Linked DNA regions of Rattus norvegicus: region 1 is linked to region 2. Evidence: chromatin contacts called from public Hi-C data. All regions are on one chromosome and are shown on one strand. The core of a region is the stretch at or near the end of the contact, and the rest is flanking DNA. Distances in the headings are between cores, read along the strand shown.

Region 1 (7,137 bases), core at 1,614-4,113, 230 kb after region 2:
GTGAGGTTGGAAAATGGGACAAATGCTGGCATTCATCTGACCTCGGTTTTCCTTATTCATCCAGTCCTACATCCATACACGGTTGTTGCCATCTGGATTCAGACCTCTCTTCTCCCTTAAACCTCTTTGGAAACACCTTGTCAAATGCACCAAGATGTGTCTTCCGGGCAACTCCAAATTTACTGAACTTGACAAGTAGGGCTGGCCGTCACATCTCAAACGCCACATTGGCCTGAAACTTGCAATCTTCCTGCTTCTACCATTTGAGTTAGGCGGGATTGCAAGAGTGCTCCATTCACCGTGCTTCAGCTCAGAGACTGAGACTAGCTTACCAGGCAATGGGTCAACAGGAAGTCTGAGATCCTAATTGCTTCCCTGCAGGAGTCACAAGGTTCTCAGGGGACAATGAGTCAAAGTCTGTTTCTGTGTGGGATGCATGAGCGTTGTGGCCACTCTACACTTACTGCCGGGGAGAATACCGTGCCCACTCTTTCCCAGTTAGACAGGCGGAAGGGAACTTGGAGGAAACGGAACTTGTAAGACAGAGAAAAAAGGGTTCCTCTGGATACTGGACCTGAAAGGCTGGAGTGTGACCATCACATAATGAAATAAAAAGTCTCATAACAGGGTTGGGGATTTAGCTCAGTGGTAGAGCACTTGCCTAGCAAGCGCAAGGCCCTGGGTTCGGTCCCCAGCTCTGAAAAAAAAAAAAGTCTCATGACAGAGTCTGTGACAGTATGTGGTGATGCTGGGGACTGATGTCTAGGGCATATGATAGGATGTCTAGAGAGCAAGGGCCGAGGTCCACAGAGATGCCCAAGCAGCATCTCAAGAGACGACATTCCGTGGGGCTGCGGCAGAAAAGCACAAGCTTCGCTCTTTACAGTGAAGAGCTGTAAAGGCTTCGGGCACAGCCATAGCTCAGTGGTTATGTGTTCACCCAACCTTTGTATGGCCCTGGGTTCAATTCCCAGTACTGTAAATTTTGTGTGTGCATACATATGCATACATATATTTATGTAGATTCTTATCTCATCATGGCCAGGGAATTTTGCAAAAACATCTACTAGTTGGTAGGTGTGTGTGTGTGTGTGTGTGTGTGTGTGTGTGTGTGTATGTTTTATGTATACGTGGTGTGTGTGATGTACACACACTGAGATTCCTGTAGTCTGAGAAGTGTCAGCATGTGGTAAGAGCTCTCTGGCTGCCTCATCTCATGGTAGAAGAAGAGAGAGAGGAGGAAGAAGCTGCCCTTGCCCTTTTATAACCCACTTTTAAGACAGGGCGGGGTTGGGGATTTAGCTCAGTGGTAGAGCACTTGCTCTGGGTTCGGTCCCCAGCTCCGAAAAAAAGAAAAAATGAAAGACAGGGAGGGGCACTGCCCTCACATAAGCCTCCACTAAGGTTCTACTCAGATTTTACCTCCCAATGCTACATAACAGCAGTCAACTTTCAACACACACTTCAGAAGGACAAACGTTCAAGCCATGGCGTTCTGTCTCTGAACATCCTGAGTAGGTGGAGACGAGAGCTCCCCCTCCCCCATAAAATCAGATCCCCAGAAACTCCCCTGTGGATTGCAGGCTGAGCTCTCCTACAGTAGAGCTATCAGAGAGCGGCCAAGGCCCAGGTTTTGAAATGTAAACTCTCCTGTATTCTAAATCAGTAGTTGGCTGCTTGCTTCCCTATCCTACTCCACAAAGTATCTGGGACTGCACAGACATTTTAATGACGTTTCCTTTCTGCCCCGAGGATATTCTTACATGAGGATAATTTCAGAACCGCCAAAACTATGTCATTTCAATAATTTCAATAATTTTCCATAATTACCAGTTACTCATGCAGCTTTCTTGGTACGCAATATTTCTTTTAAGCGATGCCATTCTTCCAGGCAATAAATGAATTGATGCAAAAGCATAAAAATACTTAATGCAGAAAACAAATTTTTAAAATTAATGCAAAAGCTCTAAAAATTTCAGAATAGGAATAATCTCTTCAAGGTGGCTGTAGCTTTATTATCAGGAAGACATTAAATTCATGATTAGTAATCAATATTTTATTCATCTATAAATTTATTATGCAATTTTTTTATTATTTTTTCATCTTTATTAACTTGAGTATTTCTTATTTACATTTCAATTGTTATTCCCCTTCACGGTTTCCGGGCCAACATCCCCCCCACCCCCTCCCCCTCCCCTTCTCTACGGGTGTTCCCCTCCCCTATTATGCAATTATTAAATCTTACTTTTTCTTTCATCTTTTTTTTTTTTTTTTTTTTTGGTTCTTTTTTTCGGAGCTGGGGACCGAACCCAGGGCCTTGCGCTTCCTAGGTAAGCGCTCTACCACTGAGCTAAATCCCCAGCCCCATCTTTTTTATTTAGTTAATAATGTCAGAGCCAGGTGTGGTGGTACATAACTTTAATCCCAGCACTGGGGAGGCAGAGGCAAGTGGATCTATATGTGACTTCAAGGCCAGCTTGGTCTATGTAGTGTGTTCCAGTCTAGATAGGGTTACACAGTGAGACCCTGCCTCAAACCAGCCAAACAACCAACCAACAAGCCAAACGAATGAATGAATGAATGAATGAATGAGTGAAAGAAAGAAAGAAAGAGAAAGAAAGAAGGAAAAGAAAGAAAAAAAATGTTGGGATACTAGGAATCATATGACAAACTTCATCTTGAACCTGGGAAATACTTTCAGTTTTCAAGTTCTCTTTTAAATTGTACATTCTTAGAAATGGAAGGAGTATTTTTTACATCAACTGAATAATAACGGACTCTATGATTTATGACTCTTAAAAGCTTCATGATTTGATTTGTAAGAAGCTCTTAAAGTTCCCACCAGCCGTTCCTACAACTGTGAGTGAATTTTCTGGCCAAATGACTCAGTATTTTGCTGCATGACTCAATCCTATGCGCCACGTGAAAGCTATATAAATGAGTTCTTGTTGCCTGTGGATAATAATTACTTCCTCAAGACTGTGAACATTATAGCGTAGTTCCAGCATTCTGATGTTCTTAAGCTACCAAATCTTGGACACTTGTTTTTTGTAAGTTTAAACACAGTTTCCCCTATGTAGTAGCATTATGGGTCTTAAAGCTGTTAAAAGTACAATCTGAAGTGATTCAATTGGAAACATTTTCTCTTACAATGATGCTTTTATATTATTGTAAATGCTTTTATTATGGTAACACACATATGAAATTCTCTTGAGTACATATTTGTGGAAAATAGCATTTGATATTGCTGAAGGTGACAACTGTTTTCCCTTTCCAAACTCACACATTGAAAGTGAGTCATTGGACCTGATTTTAGTGACTGGAGATCACCGGATAGCCAAGATTACACTATCCAGATTAGATTCTTCCAAATGATGTAGCTTCTTCACCTTTCACTGTAAGCTTGTGTAACACTTCATCTAAGACCAAGTATGCTACTTGTCCAATGGGATTTGTGAACGATTTACTGCTGGAGAGAGAAATTCTTACATACTTTTTGTTTGTTTTCAAGGAGACAATACTTGAATGTATTTTTCTTGTATCAGTATCAGCAGGGTAATTTGCAAGTCTTGACTATACTCCAAGGTATCCCCACATTATCTTTTGGTTTTTAAAAAGATTTTGTTTCTAAATTATGGGTATATTTGTGTTTCTCTATGAACACGAGTCCAGGGGCTCATGGAAACCAGAGGCAGCTGATCTTCCCTGGAGCTAAGGTTACAGGTGGTTGTGAGCCATCGGACACGGTGCTAGGAACTTAACTCTGCTCCCTACAAGAGCAGTCTGTGCTCTCAAATGCTGAGCCATCTCTCCAAACCCCTGTATCCTTTTATTATTGTATTGTTGTGTGTGCATAGTGGGTATGTATGGAGGTGCACACAGGGCATATAGTTCATGGAGTCAGAGGTTAAAAGGTGTGGAGACCTGCTCACCTTCAACCTTATGTCGCTTTTGAGGTCTGAATTCGGGTCCCATGGGCAAGCTCTTTACCTGCTGAGCCATCTTGCTGGCCCTCAGATCTTTTCCTTTTTTTCTTTTATTTTTGAGATTCTAATATAATTACATCATTTCCTCTTCCCTTTCCTTTAACTAAACCCACCCATATATAGTACTCCTTGTTCTCATTCAAATTCATAGCTTCTTTTCCACTAATCATTGTTACACACACACACACACACACACACACACACACACACACACTCCTATATATAACCTGTTCAGCCTGTGTAACGTTACTTGTCTTTTTGTTTTCAGGGCTGACCATTTGGTATTGGATATCCAGTATGTTCTTCCCTGGAGAAGAGGGTTTCCTCCACTCTCAGAATTCCTCAGTTGCCTGCAAGTCCTGGCGCCATGGGCTCTCCCTCATCCACTTTGACACGTCTGCTATTGCTATCCTTGAGACTTAATGAATATGGCTTCTGACGTTACTAGAACACACAGTATCACAGCGAACTCCCCACTCCTCCGACTCTTACAATCTTTACATTCCCTTTTCCGCCACAGCCCTTGAGCCACAGGTGCAGGGCTGTTTTGTAAGTGTGTCTATTGGGGCTGGGCTCTCCGAGACCCGGCATTTTGACCCGATGTAGTTTGCAGTGGTCTCTGTCTGTAGCAAATAGAAATTTCCTTGATGAGACACGCGGACTACCCTTGTGGGGATGGGGACAAACGTTTAGAATGTAGTTAGGGATCGTGCTGGTTCAGTAAAGTGGTCGTTGTAGATTCCTCTCTAAGATCCACGACTTTACTAGCCGTGAGAAGTTTCCAGTAGCAGACGTGATTTCCCTCTTGTGAAGCCGGCGACTGCTAAGGCATGTGCGCCTTCAGGGTTATGGCGCTTTGCTGGTCATTGCTGTAGTTCTGGGAGGGACTGCTGGTTGTTTCCCTCCTGTAGAAGCTTGCATGGAACCTTCTGGTACCACAGAAAGCTGGTCCTCGGGGAGGAGACATTTAAATGAGTTTTGGCTTAGGGGCTTCTCAGCCCTGTGTTGGAAGGGCACGGTGCCTTCATGAATAGTGAGTTGTTGGTCCGGGTTGTCTGAGAGACTCCCCAAACATACCACCTATTGCTACTGCTCCTGGCTGTCCCCCAAAGGTGGAAGGTAAGTCCAGATGTCAGCAGTCTGGGAAGGAATCCGTGGGCGGGAAGGATTCTTGTAACTTTGCAGTGTGGAAGGTGGCCTTCACCTTTTCGTGGGCTGGATCTCAGACTGAGTGAAAGGGAAAGAGTGGGCTGAGCCTGCCTCCAACAGTCTCTGCTTCTGATTGGACGGGATGTGACTTGCTGCCTCCTTAAGTGCTGGCTGCGGTGGCTTCCCTGGCCAGATGGACTGTAACTCTGAACCGGAAGGTGGGACGAACCGTCTTTCCCCAACGTCTCCGTCTCCGTTTGACAGAATATTTACCATAGCAAAAGGAAGAAAACAACCAACAAAAAAACCTAAATACGGTCAGGCGTGCACATATCTAGAAACTTCCATCTAGAGAAAAGCAGGAGGAGTACTAGGCTGTACTCAGACTTTTACTTTTGTTTCCAGAAGTTGAATTTCTCCAAAGATTGTGGATGGTGCCTCTGAGCCTCTTCAACCTATTCCTCTGTAACCCATTTTCTGTGTTTTAGCCACTCCTACAGTGATGCCTCAGTCCTCTGAAGTATCTCCTGAGGTCTGCCCCTCCCAATCCCCCCAGGGCTCTCTTCTCTTTAGCCTCTGTGCATTGTCCCAGCAGACCTCTCAGGGTTGGGGGGGGGAGGGGTGGTTAGCAGGGGTGGAAGCATGGGGCTGGGACTCTATTCCTCACTGCCATCCTGCCTTCAGCTCTTTCCCAATTCACAAACCAAAGCTGTCCCCCAAGCTCCAGTTCCCCTTTCTAGAGTGTCTCTTCTTACTACTTCTTCCATTTCTATGGTTTCGCTAACAATCCGTGTGACGACTCTTCCCACATCCGCTTTTGGTTCAGACTTCTCTACCCATATTTACACGGTGGTTTTTTTTGGGAGAGACTGTTCACCCTGTTACCCTTATTATTCTTTCAAAATTCACTATTTCCACAATGAGTCATCTTCCGTTATTCCCTCTGTACATGGCTTGGGGTGGACGCTTGGCTTCCTCCTGGTATTTCTTCCTGACCTATTAATTAGGAAATTGTGCCACACCCATTGTCTCTAGAGAAGTAATATATATTTCTGCTTTAGTAAAACCGCTTGCATTTTGGTAGGGTCTACAACACGTGTGTGGACAGAAGGGGGCGAGACCCACGGACAACCTTAGCTACTGCACCACTGTGGAATTCTTTCCTTTTTTGGAAGAGGGTCACTTGATCCCTGTAACTTCATATATAGGCTCAGCTGTTGGGCTAGGGCTCCGGGGATCCACCTCCCCAATGCTGGGATTACAAACACGAGTTCTCATACTTGCAGAGCAATCACCTTAGTGACTGATGAGTTTCTCCAGGCGTCCTGAAGTTAATTTACTCTTAACTTTGAGGGAGAGTTAGTAACGGGAAAGACCTAGGAGGCACTGCGGGTCAGGGGGATTCATTGCTCTGACACAAGATCGAGGTGAAGGAGAAAAGATTTGCCTGGGCCTTGTGGTTTCAAAGGTTTTAGTCCATCACGGTAAGGTAGAACGGCTCACAGAATGGCAGCAGAGAACTGTGGGAACATTCTCGTGGTTGTGTGCATGCACACACACACACACACACACACACACACACACACACACACGCACGAAGAGAGGGGAGGGCAGAGGGGAGGAGGGAGGGAAGGAGGGAGGGAGAGAGAGAGAGAGAGAGAGAGAGAGAGAGAGAGAGAGAGAGAGAGAATGCCTTTCTTTATTCCTCTGTTAGGCTATCTGGTCCTCCAGCCTATGGGATATTGCTGCTCACATCTGGGGTGAATTGTTGTTCTCCACCCCCACCCCCCCCTGCCCTTAACCCACCTCACTTAATCCTCTCTGAAAATGGCATCACAGCAAATCTAGAGAAGTGCTTTGTTCTCTGAGGCACGTCTCAGGTCTACCAAGCTGATGATCTTGTTGGTCAATCAAGACGAACTACCACACTGCTAGTTAGTGATGGGCAGAAAGATTAATAAAGCTCCCTTCTAATATATGAGCCTGTCTCCTGTACAATCAG
Region 2 (7,146 bases), core at 147-2,646:
TTCTTTAGAAACCAGACCAAATCTCAACTTCTCTAGGAAACCTTTCTTAATTAGACTAAGCTAGTTAGTCTCACTAGGGCCATTAATATACTTCTACGGAAGCAGAGTGTAATCGGATGTATGATTTCTGCTCTGCGTGTCTATCTACATGCAGCTGGTACAGTTTCAACATAGAGCTTAACTGCGCTATTAATTACAAAGTCCCTGACATCGGAAAGGGTAGTACTCGATATACATGCTACAATGAATGAATGAATGAATGACAAACCTTCAACAGCCAATCACTAATGTCTGCTGAATGGACTGCTGAACGAGGACAAACTGACTCTGTCCACTGCCACAAATGATACCTGCCCTTCTCCTGGAGAACACACACATTGGGATTTCAGTGCCACTTACATTTTACTCTATCAAAAGCCAAGCTTTCAAACTCTGTCAATGATATGTTTTCAGTAGGTGGCTGCAGATAGAACTGAAGGCTGTGAGGGTAACAAGCGTTTCTCTGGTCACCTGCCAATCTCAGCTTCTTCCGGGTCCTTCCTGAGAACTGCATCTTGACCACCTTTAGAAAGTAGTGAAATAAATTATATATAATTATATATATTATACATATTATATATGTGATAAATATTGTAAGTTATATATCATAATTATGTTATATATATGATAAATATTATAAGTTATATATCATACTATATATTATACACTGCAATATATAGTGCTTAGGAGGCAATGCAGCGTGTGTGTGTGTGTGTGTTTGTGTGTGTGTTAAAACGACGGAAAAGGGCTGACACGATAAAGTAGATGTGTACTGAAGGCACACGCAGACTGTTTTAAAGTGATTACACCTAGGCGATGCACTTCTGAGTTGTCTAGATTTTCTACATACGTCTGTAATAACGGGGCGGGGCGAGTGAGGGGAGGGCTCAAACTGGGAAATATGCAGATGGTGGCCCTCCTAAGCCAGAGAGTGATCATCAAGTGATGTTGCCTACGTCTGCGAACCCAAGATGAGGTTTGGGAATGGGGGAGGGGGAAATGTTAAATTCCTGAAATCAAGGGAAAGAAAAGTAGATTCTACCAGGATAAGAGACTTACTTCCCTTTGTTATAACTCTGGAATTCAACCTTTCCAGAACATTCCAAAACTCCTCAACTTCCCTCGCGGCCCCAGCGCCTTCCGGGGCCGCCCCGACCCCCTCCCCACCCAGAGCCTCCCACCCACCCGACACCACCTGCCACTCGGTCCCACCAAGTCAACTCGCAAGCTTCCAACCCCACAGTTTCTCTCCGCTCCAAACAAACCCGCAGGATATTCTTTAACCAGCCAGCAACCAAACTGGACGAAACACCCGCGCTGACAGCCGCTCTTTCCCTGTGGCGGGAGAGTTCATTTGGGGCCGGAAGCGGAAGTGAGGCGCTAAGGTCCCACCCCCGGGCATCCAGCCCACCGCGGTGCGGCGCGAGCGCGACCGAAGGTACCGCTTGTCTTGTGCATTTTGCAAGCCGATAGGCTTTCTGATGCTGGTTTTGTTTTTTGTTGCTGTTTCGTTTGCGGATGTGGGCTCTTTTTGAGACCGTGTCTCGCACTGAAGCCCAGGCTAATTTAGAATTCGTGGCGAGCCTCCTGCTTCAGCCTCCCGCAAATGCTGGGTTTAGGCGGAGCCACAACGCCCCGCCAAAAAACATCTTGAATCCAAATGGTGGGGATTTTGTTGTTTTGTATTCCAAAATGTAAGCTGCCCTCGGTGCGCGAAGACGCCTTTGGGTTCGGGGCTGCCGTGCAAACGGCAAACATTCCCACGCTGCAGCAAGAATCAGGGTAACAGGCTCCGGAGGTTTGGGGCGCTTTATAGGGGCTCGCTTTATTGGCCTCGCCGCTCTGGTTCCAGGTGGAGAGGAGCTGGCCGTGTCCGCTTTGCCTCTGACACAATGACTGCCCCCTCGTTCTATTAGCATCGCAGCTTTCATCTTCCTGACGAAAAAGGAGCTGCAGGAATGACTTCAGTTTGCGCATCCACGCGAGATGCTCGCCAGGGAACTTCAGAGTCGAGCATAGACTCAGGGGAACGGAGGAACTTGCAGGACTTAACAGGAACGCTCCGGGACCACAGGGAGGCCAGATGGGTGTTCAGATTTAGATATGCATAGTATATTCTAGTAATTTTAATTACCCACCTAAGATAGACTAAACTGATGGCTGTCCCTTGAACCTGCTTATCTGTCAATTTTTATTCTCAAGCCAGGCAAAGCAGGCTCTAGTATTAGCCCCAATTTACACATAAAAGTACAGTGACTTCCAAAAGTGACTATCATGGGGCTCCACTCTGCCAACTGTATCACTGTCCTGATTTCATTCTTATGACAGTAAGGTACACACTCCACCCCCCAACCCAGTGGCCTATACACAATTATCACCAAATCCAAAGAAACTCCTAAAACATGAACTGCTTTTAGGGAAAAACAAACTGAAGCACAGGAGGCATAGCCATGAGTAGTCTGAGGACACCATGGAAATTTAAGTGAAATCACAAAGAATACAAGAAAAAACTAAATAATCTGACTATATAAAAACATAAAATTGTGCATCTAAAAAAGTTCACAGAATTATTTTGCAGTAAGAAAAGATTTATTGTCTTGATGGTTAATACCGTCAAGAGTTAAAAGTATGAGTTTATTAGAAAAAATGTTAACAAAAACTGAAAAATTAGCTCATAAAGTATGAAAGCGTTTATTATCATCAGCGATGAGGATTTTTCTTGCAAAATTGGCAAATATCTCACAATAAAAGAGCTCACCATTGCCACGTATGTCGTTCACTTGAAGTCCCACCCCCAGGCTTCATGATCCCCATATGGTGCCATTATTTTTTCTACACTCCAATTGTGAGACAGGGTCTCACTATGTAGACTAGGCTGGTCAGCAAGGCTGACCTTGAACTGACAAAGATTTGCCTGCTTCTGCCTCCCCAGTGCTAGAATTTAAGGAAGGCCTGTCCCACCTGTGCCTGATTTATTTTTATATGTCTATAACCCTCTACTACAGAGTTTTCCAAACACGTACTACTAGAAAATATTGTCTTCTAAGAGATTGCACCTATAAACCAGTTTTGTAGTTTCAACTGACTCAAGGCCATCACTTGTGGCGTGTTAAGAATTCCATGGCTATTTGACTTCAAGCTCTTTCTTTCGTTTATTTTCATGCATCTGTTAGAGTCCAAGAAGTGCTGAAAGACCCCACACTCAAATAGAATGCAAAGGGGTTTAATCTGCAGAAAACTGCTGGCATACAAATGTCAATGGTTGGAGGGGCTCCTAAGCCCCCTTTATGCAGGGCTGGGGGAATTTTCCAGAAGGGTTAGGTAACCTCTAGTATGATTGGTAGGGACAAAGCAGTGACATTAGGACAATTCTGACTGGCTGCTATGTTATTCTATCATATTTGTGAGTCCTTGAAGAGTTCCAGAGACCAGTTCAGCTCTGGGTTTGTTATCTCCTCTGGCCAGGTGTCCCAGGAGCTGTCAACTGAGGCTTATCCTCCTAAGTCAATAGTCCATTGTTAGTGGCTTCCTCTGAGGAGCCTAGTTTGCTTCCAGGGAATTGATTTTTTTTTTTTTTTTATTCCCCAGATTTTTGAACCTTTCAATACAATCCCCTAAGTGCCTACCTTCAAAACTAAAGTATGAAGTAATTAATGTCATTGAATGACTAATTCATAAAGAACTAGAAAAACACACTTAACCATACCAAAATCTTACTATGCCATGCATACCATACAGCATACCAAAAAACATTTTTGTTTCTCTTTTAGGCGTACGGGTGTTTTGTACGTATTTACGTGTAGGATCCGCTTCTGTGTGCACCTCTTACATGCAGTGACAAACAGAGGCCAGAAGAGGGCATCAGATACCCTGGGACTGGAGTTACAGACTGCTCTAATTCTGGAAGCGGGTGTGGGCAATGTTAAAACCTGAAAGATTAGCCAGTGCTCCAGACTGCTGAGCCATCTCTCCATTCCCCTAAAAGTCTATATTTGATCTCAGAGAAAAGAAACAGGCTGAGCCTATCAGCTGGGCCAGCATCGTTATTTTCTACTGTCAGTGTAGGTCACTGAACACTATAAAAATCGTTTTCTGCACCAGAGGCAACTGAAAGGCAAACATCTCTGTCACGGCAATGTATGGACATCTCAGAGATGATGTCAGTGAATGAGCTCCCGAGCATCACTCTCACCAACAACGACGTGTTACTATATAATGCTCAGCCCTGGCAAACAAGACTCTGGGCAAACTATGGGCCCTGACTTCATAAAGGGAAAAACATACACACAAACACAATTTTACTTTTGCTAAACCATAAGCAGTCAAAAGCAAGGACAATGACGGTGCCATTTCTGTAACCCCGGCTCCTGGATTCCAGAAGCCTTTAATAATTATTTATGAGACAAGATCGATGCGTCTGGAAATATACTGGGTTGGGCTTCATGTTGAACAGATGGTTTGAATCAAACATGACTCTAGCCTAAGGAACTTCTAGCCTTCGTCTGAAAACTGTATACACATTCCTTCTGGGATGACTCGGCTCCCCGGTTTATCCTGTAACAAAGCCCAGAGTACCTTTTGCAGCATAATTTCCATGAATCATTGCTAAGCACTGGGCACAGAGCCTGTGCTGGGCAATACCAGCTGTGGCCAACCTAACCCAGCTGCCAGTCAACCTTAGTTGACTTTGCAGATCCAAAGCCCCTTCCTATTCTGTGGTTCGATACACAGTTGAAGGTTTAGGTGCCATATTTGGTAAACCAGGGTACACCCCTGTTTTTTCCCAGTTCGGGGTGTGTTACTCTAAAGGAAGGATGTGCTGAGGATCTTTACCAAGTGAGCATGCTGTCACCACAAGCCCAGTCAGCCCCACTCACATGGAAAGCACAGGAAAAAGAAGTCTTTCCAACAGAGTGGCTGACCCATAAATACTTGGCCACCTTCTGCTCCCTCCACCCTCCTGACTTCATTTCCTATTTCCGAGAGTTTGGCTATGAAGAAGTCTAGAGACAACCATCCCGTTCTTTCTCCCTTGGCTTCTGTCAGTCTAGCAGTGAAGGTCAAGAGAGCAGGAGAGGAAACATAACCTTAAGAGGCACTACAGGGGGCTGGAGAGATGGTTCAGTGTTAAGAGCACTGACTGCTCTTCCAGAGGTCCTGAGTTGAGTCCCAGCAACCACATGATGGCTCACAACCATCTGTAATGGGATCTGATACCCTCTTCTGGTGTGTCTGAAGACAGCTACCATGTACTCAAATACATAAAATAAAAAAATCTTAAAAAAAAAAAAAAGAGGTACTACAGGGAGGAAGAACTGCCTGCCCTCCCAGATATGACTATGGTTTCTTTTATTCTGGAAACACCAGGGAGACCTACTAAGTGCTAGGCAGTATTTTCTGATGAAAGAGTCACACACCTCTACCCTGTTGAACTTTAAGAACTGGCAGGAAAGAGAAATAAACAAACTAACATATGAATTAATATAAATAACTACCAAACAATAAACAATTCAACCAGAAAGGAGGAGTGTGCACAGCGTTGGGAGGAGCCTTAGGAATTCTAGGAAGAATGGCTGGGAAAGACTGGAGAAGCATGTGCCCACAAAGCAATCACAACAAGAAAATGTAAGGATTTTATCTATGTATCTTTGAACTGTCTACCAACGGGAAGATGGTTACAGTCTTATAGTACTCACAACACTAGGTATTAGAACAGGAATGTGCAAATTAATTGAGCAGAATAGAGGATCCAGAAGTTGTCGTCCCCCTGGACATAAGCCTGCATGGGATGGACCCACTGCTCAGGTCAATGGAGAAAAGACAAGACAGTTCTAAATGACTCTGTGGGACAGCAATTTTATTCTCTATCTCTCACTATCACAGATATCAACTCCAGCTAGTTGAAGACCTACTCAAGCAAGGCAAACTAGGAAGACTTTCAGAACAAAGATATATACACAGTCTTGCTACTGTTTGTGCTCCAAAGAGGTCCTTAAACAATGCATGACGAACGGTACAGGCAGAGTTGGCAGGCACCTGTGCTCTCTGCTACTTGGGAGACACCCAAGATCTGCAGGCCACTTGGAACAACACAGCAAGACCATATTTCAAAATGTGGGGAAAGGGGTTGGGGATTTAGCTCAGTGGTAGAGCGCTTGCCTAGGAAGCGCAAGGCCCTGGGTTCGGTCCCCAGCTCCGAAAAAAAAGAACAAAAAAAAAAAAAAAAATGTGGGGAAAGACACTAACGAAAGCAGAGAAGGCTGAGAGGTGGCTTGGCAGTGAAGAGAGTACTTTTCTGACACCCATGTCAGACAGCCTGCAACAGCCTGTGAGACCCAACCCCCTTTTCTGGCCTCATGTACATATGCCCATACATAGACACACACAAAGAGACACACAGACACAGACACAGACACACAGAGAGACACATAGAGAAAGAGAGAGAGAGAAATACAGAATTACAAAATAAATTACAAAGAAAAGTACTGAACAATCCAGAGCTGGAGAGCAATGATAGCCATGCAATAATTTAAATGTCCACACTGTCACTGAACTGTCCACTTAAAATGGCCAACTCTGTAAAAGCACAAGCTAAAAGTAAAAGGTCACGAGAGTGGATAATGAGGGTGAATATAAAAAGAACAGACTGATTGAGGGGGCGGGATACATTAGACTAAACAACTCAAGTCTAAAATTAAGTACACACCCAATTTAATATCCTCAGAATTGGAACAGTTGTGACCAACACAGAATTGATATCCAAATATAACTAATCACAAAAAAATAAAAAATAAAATAAATAAAAACAAAAAAGCAGGGGCTTGGGATATGCCACGGTTAGCAGAATGTTTACCTAGTGTGCAGGAAACCCTGGGTTCAATCCCATAACACATACACCAGCAAGGTAACACATGCTGCAACCCCAGCTACGGGGAAATGAAGACAAGAGGATCATCCCCAAGAGTAGGGAGTTGGTGGGCCGCCCTCTATACAATGAGACCCCATCTCGAAAAATATAAGTAAATAAGTAAACACTCGGTAAAGAATGAGAGGACATCTGAGGGGACATTTTCAGGGGCAGAGAAAACAGTGCTGACTGTACGGATG

Evidence for each region. Hi-C and Micro-C count contacts between places; a contact is called where the count stands out from the background.
Region 1: a contact with region 2 is called in a Hi-C map of Schwann cells, with 2.9 times the contacts expected there. The contact joins the enhancer-like site here to the promoter of Prim2 in region 2. A contact is called at or near these places in 2 of 12 Hi-C or Micro-C datasets (Schwann cells and mammary epithelial cells).

The regions. Positions count from the first base shown.
Region 1 is chr9:43,621,223-43,628,359 of GRCr8, forward strand. All of the region lies in intron 1 of Bend6 (BEN domain containing 6), which reads right to left. Among named protein-coding and RNA genes, the nearest start is that of Bend6, 6.4 kb to the right of the region's middle. Within about 2 kb of position 2,864, at least 9 of the 93 cell types and tissues checked have an H3K27ac peak or open chromatin away from gene starts, as enhancers often do. A contact at or near this core is called in Schwann cells, where this site is marked.
Region 2 is chr9:43,390,082-43,397,227 of GRCr8, forward strand. It overlaps Prim2 (DNA primase subunit 2), which reads right to left and starts at 1,397. Exons shown (of 14, transcript NM_001399184.1): 1 at 1,305-1,397; 2 at 400-562. The coding sequence starts at 553.